2 separate regions of the Astyanax mexicanus genome follow, and region 1 is linked to region 2. Evidence: chromatin contacts called from public Hi-C data. All regions are on one chromosome and are shown on one strand. Each heading gives the region's core, a stretch centred on a gene start, on an enhancer-like site or on the middle of the called end of the contact. The rest is flanking DNA. Distances are from core to core; before and after follow the strand shown. Region 1 overlaps foxp2 (forkhead box P2). Region 2 holds the start of foxp2 (forkhead box P2).

Evidence for each region. Hi-C and Micro-C count contacts between places; a contact is called where the count stands out from the background.
Region 1: a Hi-C map of muscle shows a contact between it and region 2, with 5 times the contacts expected there. The contact joins the enhancer-like site here to the promoter of foxp2 in region 2. A contact is called at or near these places in 2 of 3 Hi-C or Micro-C datasets (both in muscle).

What each region holds. Positions count from the first base shown.
Region 1 is chr2:13,864,811-13,868,572 of AstMex3_surface, forward strand. All of the region lies in intron 3 of foxp2 (forkhead box P2), which reads left to right. Among protein-coding and RNA genes, the nearest start is that of foxp2, 39 kb to the left of the region's middle. Within about 2 kb of position 2,086, the one cell type or tissue checked has an H3K27ac peak away from gene starts, as active enhancers do.
Region 2 is chr2:13,825,823-13,829,414 of AstMex3_surface, forward strand. foxp2 (forkhead box P2) reads left to right here and starts at 1,506. Exons shown (of 18, transcript XM_049473413.1): 1 at 1,506-1,905.

The sequences.
Region 1 (3,762 bases), core at 836-3,335, 40 kb after region 2:
TGTTTGGTGATTTCCGTTTGGAGTCTTAACAAGATTGAGCCAAATTTAAAAGTGCCAGCTCCCTGCATGACTGATTGGCTGCACTGCATTGGCAGGGAAGAAGTTTTCAGCAGTGAATTTTAGAAAGACCTGCCATATCTTAAACAGTTTTAAGGCTGAAATCTCATATCTGACTAATAATGGTAAGCTTTAATTAAATAATATTTTTTTGTGATTTGATCACAAAAAAATGCTGAGTACTTGTGTCAACCTGCAGCCACTTTATTGTAACTGTTAACTGTAAAGGCATTCCATGCTGAGTGTTTAAGAATAAGATTTATTCGCTCTATGCCTTGGTCCTAGAATAGGAATATCTTCAGTTCAATCCCCTGAAATCTATTTAAAAGGCTATATTGTTTTTTTCTTTTTATGACTTGGTGAGTCAGTGAGCAGTATGACAATATTTAAGGATATTGTGATAAATATTGTTAAGCTGGTTCACAAGATACACTTCTGAGCATATATTAAGGATATCATCAGTACCTAAAGAACACTAAGCACTGTAATTAGTCCTGTTTGATTAAATGTTTAAATAAGTGCATAATAAAGGTGGAAAAAAATCACTGTATTAAGTATAGGAGAATAATTGAATAGCAGTTTTTTTTATCTGCCAACTGATGCATTTTGTCTGCATGTTAAGAAACTTCATGATAATGTTGTGTATCATTAAATTGCATTTTATTAAAGTGATCATATATTTTAACTAAATCGCCCAGCCATACCCAGAGCTAGCACATGGTTGCCCTCAGTGTAAGCAATGGTGGCATTGTGCACTATGGGGATATCAATCCATTGGGTGGTGAGTAGGGGTGGATGATATGGCCCTAAAATAATATCACAAAGAATTTTATCAGATTTGTAACAGAAGTCAATGGTCCACAATGCCATGATACTAATAATAACGCACTCCATATATCTCCATATATCCAGGATTAAAGTAAAATAAATGATACTAGATAGATTAAATCTGACTCTAGTAGTAGATATATAACGGGAAATAAGCACTTTCTTGTGTGAATTTTGTCTTTTGCTGAAAACAGCAAAAAAGTAGTACCCTGGTGTGATAATTAGGGGTGGGTGATATGGCACAATATTTCAGGGTATAATATCATTAATGATATTCAAAAATGTTAATAATATGCGATATTATTGCGTTCGATACGATTTGGCACACCCCTAGTGGTAAGAAGAAGAAAAAACATTTTTAGTGAAAATATTGACTTTTAATTATTCTGAATATAAAGTCTAATTAATTTTTTAAAGATATTATCCAAGACATTACATTTATCGGTACCACTTTAAAATAAGACTACCTTTATAAAAGGTTTATAAATGGTTTACAATTAGTTTATTAATGGTTACTTATCAGGTTGTAAATGTCTTAAAAATCATTAATAATCAGTTATAACACATAAATAGAAAGGGCAACAATGACCTGTTGTTTGACAAATAGTAAATCCACAGCCGTCTATATTGTTGCCCTTTCTATGTACAGTATGTGTTATATCTGATTATTAATGGTATTCACTCATTTTTAAGGCATTTACAACCTAATTAGTAACCATTAATAAACTAATTGTAAACCATTTATAAACCCTTTATAAAGGTAGTCTCATTTTAAAGTGGTACCAATGTATGCTTAATCTTTTCTTGCTAAAACCTTTTCTTCAAAATTGTTTACTTTTTTTATTAAGTAATTGCTTATTAGTTGTGCTAACTGATATATACTGAATTATATATGTGTAAAAACAATATTGACATTATCATCCGTAAGACTTAATGGTTACAGTTCTTAAGCTGTATTATCACAGTTACGCAGTCCTGAGTGTACTGAGTGTGTAGAGTGTACTGAGTGAGATATTTTTTAGCTGTTAATGTTGAGCATGCTGATTGCACAACCAGATAAATGCTGTTTGTAAACACTATTATTAGACGTGACCCGTTTGCACCACCCTGCAGTTCCCTCAGAGTCTGAAATGGCCTTTGCTCCAGTGCTCAGCAGACAGTGCGAGTGCGCTCGACTCCTCCTGGGATGAGCTGAGAGTATCCCTGGCCGTTTCTCTGCACATGCAACACCTATGTCTGCTCTAAGCCCTGTCTGATGACAGCACTATGAAAACATTCTGCAGTTTTCAGAGACCGGAACCCTGCTGCCCCCACTCCCCACTTTATTTCTCTCTCTCTCTCTCCCTCTCTCTCTCTGGGTAGCCTCCACTGGGCTCAGTTCCATGCAGTGAATTACCTCCAGATGTAATTCCTTTCCCCGCCCTCGCCGAATTAGTGGCTAGTAAAAATTAGGTTTAAATTAGCAGCGGCATGGAGAACGGTTAGGTTTGAAATTTCCATATAATGAGTTTATTATTCTTTGGTGGGATGCCATTTTCTTGAATTAATTTTCCTTCGTTTTCTTTTTTTTTTACGTTTTTTTTCCCCTCTTTTGCTTTAATTTGTGTCTGTTTGAATAGACTTAAACTGCTGAATGGATGAGGTCAATGGTAGTACTGAGCCCTGATGTAATGTGAGAGTATCCTGGATCCCCTCTCTCTCTCTCTCTTTCTCTCTCTCTCTCTCTCTCTCTCTCTCTCTCTAGCTCTTTCTCTCTCTCTTGCTTTAACTCTTTCTCTCTCCTCCTTTTTTTCTCATTGCACTGAACTTGCTCTTAATTCCTGTGGATCTGATGGCGAAGTCAAATGCACAAGTATATTATTTCTTGTCACTTACTCAGTCTCGTTTTTTTTTTTCTTCCTCCCCCCTCTCTTTTGTCTTTTGCTTTCCCGCTCTCTCTCTATTTATTTAACAGTGCTCAGCCAAAATGGATGAGTGTATTTGGAGGGTTTTTTTGTTGTTTTTATTTGTCAGCGCACTGAATGTGTCGAGTGGCTGTTATCCAGTCCTCATCGCATATCCTTTCATCTGATTATAAGTTTGGCAGCCTTGAGCGTATCAAGTCCTGTCACCTACGTTTTCCCCCAATGTGAATCTAATACAAATTGCAGCCTTTACAATATGATAATATCTTGTGTGTGAAAAGGGAAGTAGGCTGTCATGCAGCACGCTTTCATCTTGCTCCAATCTGCTGCATAATAGGTAAACTGCTGTGAGGTGTACTTGCTTGTATAAATTTACCCACACAGTCAAGTCTTTGATTTCATCAACTCGTCTAATTCAAATGCGCTTTTGAAGAAACCCACATTTTAAGGGAAGGTGCAGAAGAGCCAATTTAACCTGGAGTGTCTGTCGCGTTCGCCGGGGCTTTCTGTTTGAAGTGGCCGGTCAGCTTGAACTGTCTGACTTCTATCATTTCTGTCTCTTTTATTTCTCTGCTGTAATGTATACTTCAATTCTCCCTGCAGCTGCTGGAGTGGTGCAGGTATCATTAAGCACGAGAGAGAGAGAGAAAGAGAGAGAGAGAGAGACTGAGGGGGAGAAAGAAAGAGAGTGAGCTCTGTGCTGAGTGAGTGCTGTATATGTGACTCCTGCTTGTGCGTGTTGATATTCCAGCCCTTACGAATGTGTGCTGGTTTATTTTCAATAGGAACTGAATCAGGGCCCTTCCCTGGAGCTGCTTACTCGCCCTGTTGATATTGAGTCGAGCAAACACTCACTCGGGGATGTCCTGTTGGGCGGCCGGCCAGAGTCACAAATGGAAGTCACATGTGCGAACTCCTGTGCAGGGATCCTGCGAGGCGAGCGGAGAGCGGCAGACCCCGGCTCCGCAGGAGG
Region 2 (3,592 bases), core at 256-2,755:
AAGCTGGAAATAGTGGGGCTGAAAAGCTGCCCGTCGTATTTGTCATTAAAATGACCGCGAGCAGAAATTATGACAAATACAGAGCCTTTCCTCGGTGTTTGCTCGATGTTTTAGAGACTTGAGGAAGAAAACTGTCCTGAATTATTTATATCAAATTACCATGGCAGTCAACACTGCAGGATCAGGGATTTAACCTGCGATTAGCACAAATCTGCCCGTCTGAAAACTTTCTCTCCCTGTTCAACACAAAGGTCAGTGCGCGAGTCTGAATGAGGAAAACCTGCCTGCTTTAGCTAAATATTCATATGTAACGTAAACGTGCAATATGTAAATATGCAAATAATACTGTAGTTCTGTACAGTGAGATTAACGTTGTGATCAGTAAGTAGCTCAAATAATTGTGTGCTGTGGTTTGTGTTGATAGTAACATTCAGATAGATTCAGAAAGACGACTTGCATTTTTTTTGTCTTTTAGCTGTTTTGTGTCATTGTGATATTAACTATTTTGTGCTAAATACAATTTTCATAATAAAATAAGCACAGAAAAAGGCTATAGCCTGAAATAAGCAACAATATTTCAATTTGTTAAAAAAAAGAAGAATATATATACGTAATTCTATACGTAAAGCTTATTTATGCATATATAAGCACACACACACACACACACACACACACATACATATACAGCTCTGACAAAAATAAGAGATAACTTAAAAATGATGAGTCTTTTTGATTTAACCAAACTGAAAACCTCTTAAGAGTTAGATTGATAATCACAAGCCATCAAACCAAGCTGATAACGTTATTCAAAAGCAGTGTGTAAGACTGGTGGAGGAGAACATGCCAAGATGCATGAAAACTGTGTTTAAAAACCAGGGTCATTCCACCAAATATTTGGTGGATTTCTGAAATCAATATTCAAAACTGTATAATATGAACTTGTTTTCTTTGCATAATTTGAGGTCTGAAAGCTCTGCATCTTTTTTTTTGTTATTTCTGTTATTTCTCGATTTCTGCAAATACATGCTTTAAATGATAGTATATTTATTTGGAATTTGGGAGAAATGTTGTCTGTAGTTTATAGAATAAACTAAAAATATTCATTTTACTCAAACATAAATACCTATAAAGAGAAAAATCATTTTTTTATTTTTGTATTTTCCAGAGCTATATAATATAAACTGTATATAATTCTAATTAAACATGCAGAAATGCTGTTCTATTGTACTCTTTGCTTTGTGTACCACTGAGGCTTTGAAAGCTCAGTAAATCAGTGGATTACTTTATTAGCTGGTAATAAAACAACCTAAACTCTGAAAGTCTCTAAACTCTGATTTTTTTTTTAATTTTTGTTGTTGTTGTTTGTTGTTTACAGAGCAGGTGGACGTGACGTCACTTGGGGGGGTCGCAGCACTCCAAAAAATAACAAAAAACCTCCTCCGCGGAGGAGCCTCCCCTGGGGGGGGAGGGGGGGGGGGTCTGCTTTCTAATCAGCTAGTCCCCCAAATACTCGGCGGAATACATCTTGATGTAGTGAATCGTAACGCCAAAAAAAAAAAACAAGCTGCTGCCTCGTATTGCGCCTCGTGCGAGAGCATTGTAACAGGACTCAGTGTACTCGGCGTGCTTTTTTTCTGTGTTGCATTAGTAATAACAGCAGCGCGCTGACTGAAGACAGGAGGCAACGCGTGTGCATCTCCGAGCGGAGGGATACCTCGGCGTTTTATTTACTCTGCGGCTTGTTGTTCATTTTTTTTTAAGAAAGAAAAAAAAGCTGCTTTTATGATTATTAGCTTGTGCGCTCACGTGCGCGTTTCCCTCACGGCGCCGACAACAGCGTTTCCACGCAGAGCTTTCTGTGTTTTTTGTTGCTGCTACCCACGGAGGAAATAAGCGCGTGTTTTGGTGAGTTTCTCTCTTCCACCACACTCCTTCCACTCTTCTTCTTCTTCTTCACTGCTTTTTATCGCTCTTTTCTCCAGACTCCTGACTGTGTCTGGTGTGTGTGTGTGTTTCCCCCTTTTTTCCTCCTGTTTTATTTTTCCAGCTGCTGTTTATCCACAACTACACTTGAGTCCTTTAGAGAACTTTAGAGAAACTGAGTTTTTAAAGGCTTTTTTAAGGTAGAAAACGCTTTTATACTCATATTTAAGACTCTATATCGCTTTATATATCTTTAAATCATAGATAATGTGTAGGTATTACGTTATTTAGGGGGAGTTTCGTGTAAAAAGAAGTGGAGTACAGACTCTGCTGAAGTCTTATGGTTAACGCTAATGTTAGTTAAATAGCTAGCTAACTACGCTAACTAACTTTCTATGATTTAACGATATATAAAGCGACATACAGTCTTAAATATGAGTTTAAGGACGTGTTTACCTCTATAAGCCTTAAAAACAATGTCTCTAAAGTTATTTACAGGACTAAAGTGTAGTTCTGGATAAACAGCAGCTGGAAAAATAAAAAAGTATGCTATTTTATATAACATAACGCTATATAGTTATAGAGTTACACAGTCCGGCGTGGGTCACTCACTCAGCAGCATTAATCAACAGAGAGACCCAGCCAGAGAGATATAGAGAGAGACAGATGCAGTGAAAAAGAGATAGAGAGAGTTAACTAAGCTAGCTATTATATTGTTTAATTACTGTTTTTATCTATTAAAGCCTTTAAACGTCACTGTTTATAATAACTAAATTAAAGCGAGATTTGTTTAGCTTGTTACCAGTAGTTTGTTTAAAAATAGAAAAATGTAAAACAGTGTAGGCAAGCAGAGTTTAAAACAAAAAAAAAATTAATAATAACAGTTAAAACTTAAGAGATAAAAGTGGCTAGATAATGTATGTCTGTTAAGCTAGTGAAAAAAATGTGCAGAAAATATATATTAAATATATATGTTTATATACAGTATTATAGCTTGTATTTTTTCTTAATATTATATTAATGTTAACCCTAAACAGTAGTTACAGTAGTAGTGGCATACCTCTCCATTTCCCATTTCATGTTATTACTTTATTTAATAGCTGGTAAAAATGTAAAAAAAATAAATGGTGTATATACATTATTACAGATTGTATTCCCTTTTTTAAAGTTGTTAATTGACTGGTTATATTGAACAGTAGTTAGCTAATTGACCTACCTTCCCATTTTTCGTGTTAGTAATTATTTTTATGCATATATAGATGGCTGTTATTTAAAAAAATGGCAATGCAATCAGAACTTAATTTTATTATATGTATTTTTTGTTTGAACAAAAACAATAAGCAGGGGTACTCATGCTGACCTTAACATAGTCTAACTAGCCAGCTGTATAAGTTCTATAGTTTTTCCTCACACTGTATTTTTTAAATTCAAAATTAATTCATCAACAAATCAGTTATTAACACAAGTAACATTTAGTGTTTGCTTATGAATTGACTTTTAGACTTTTAGATTTAAGGTGATAATTATTAATGAGATATATAATAATTATTTCCTGAATTTTACATCACATTATTATTATTATTATTATTATTATTATTATTATTATTATTATTATCATCGCCATCTTACCGTGTTTGTTTGCTCCCATGCCATGGTCCTTGTGCCATCT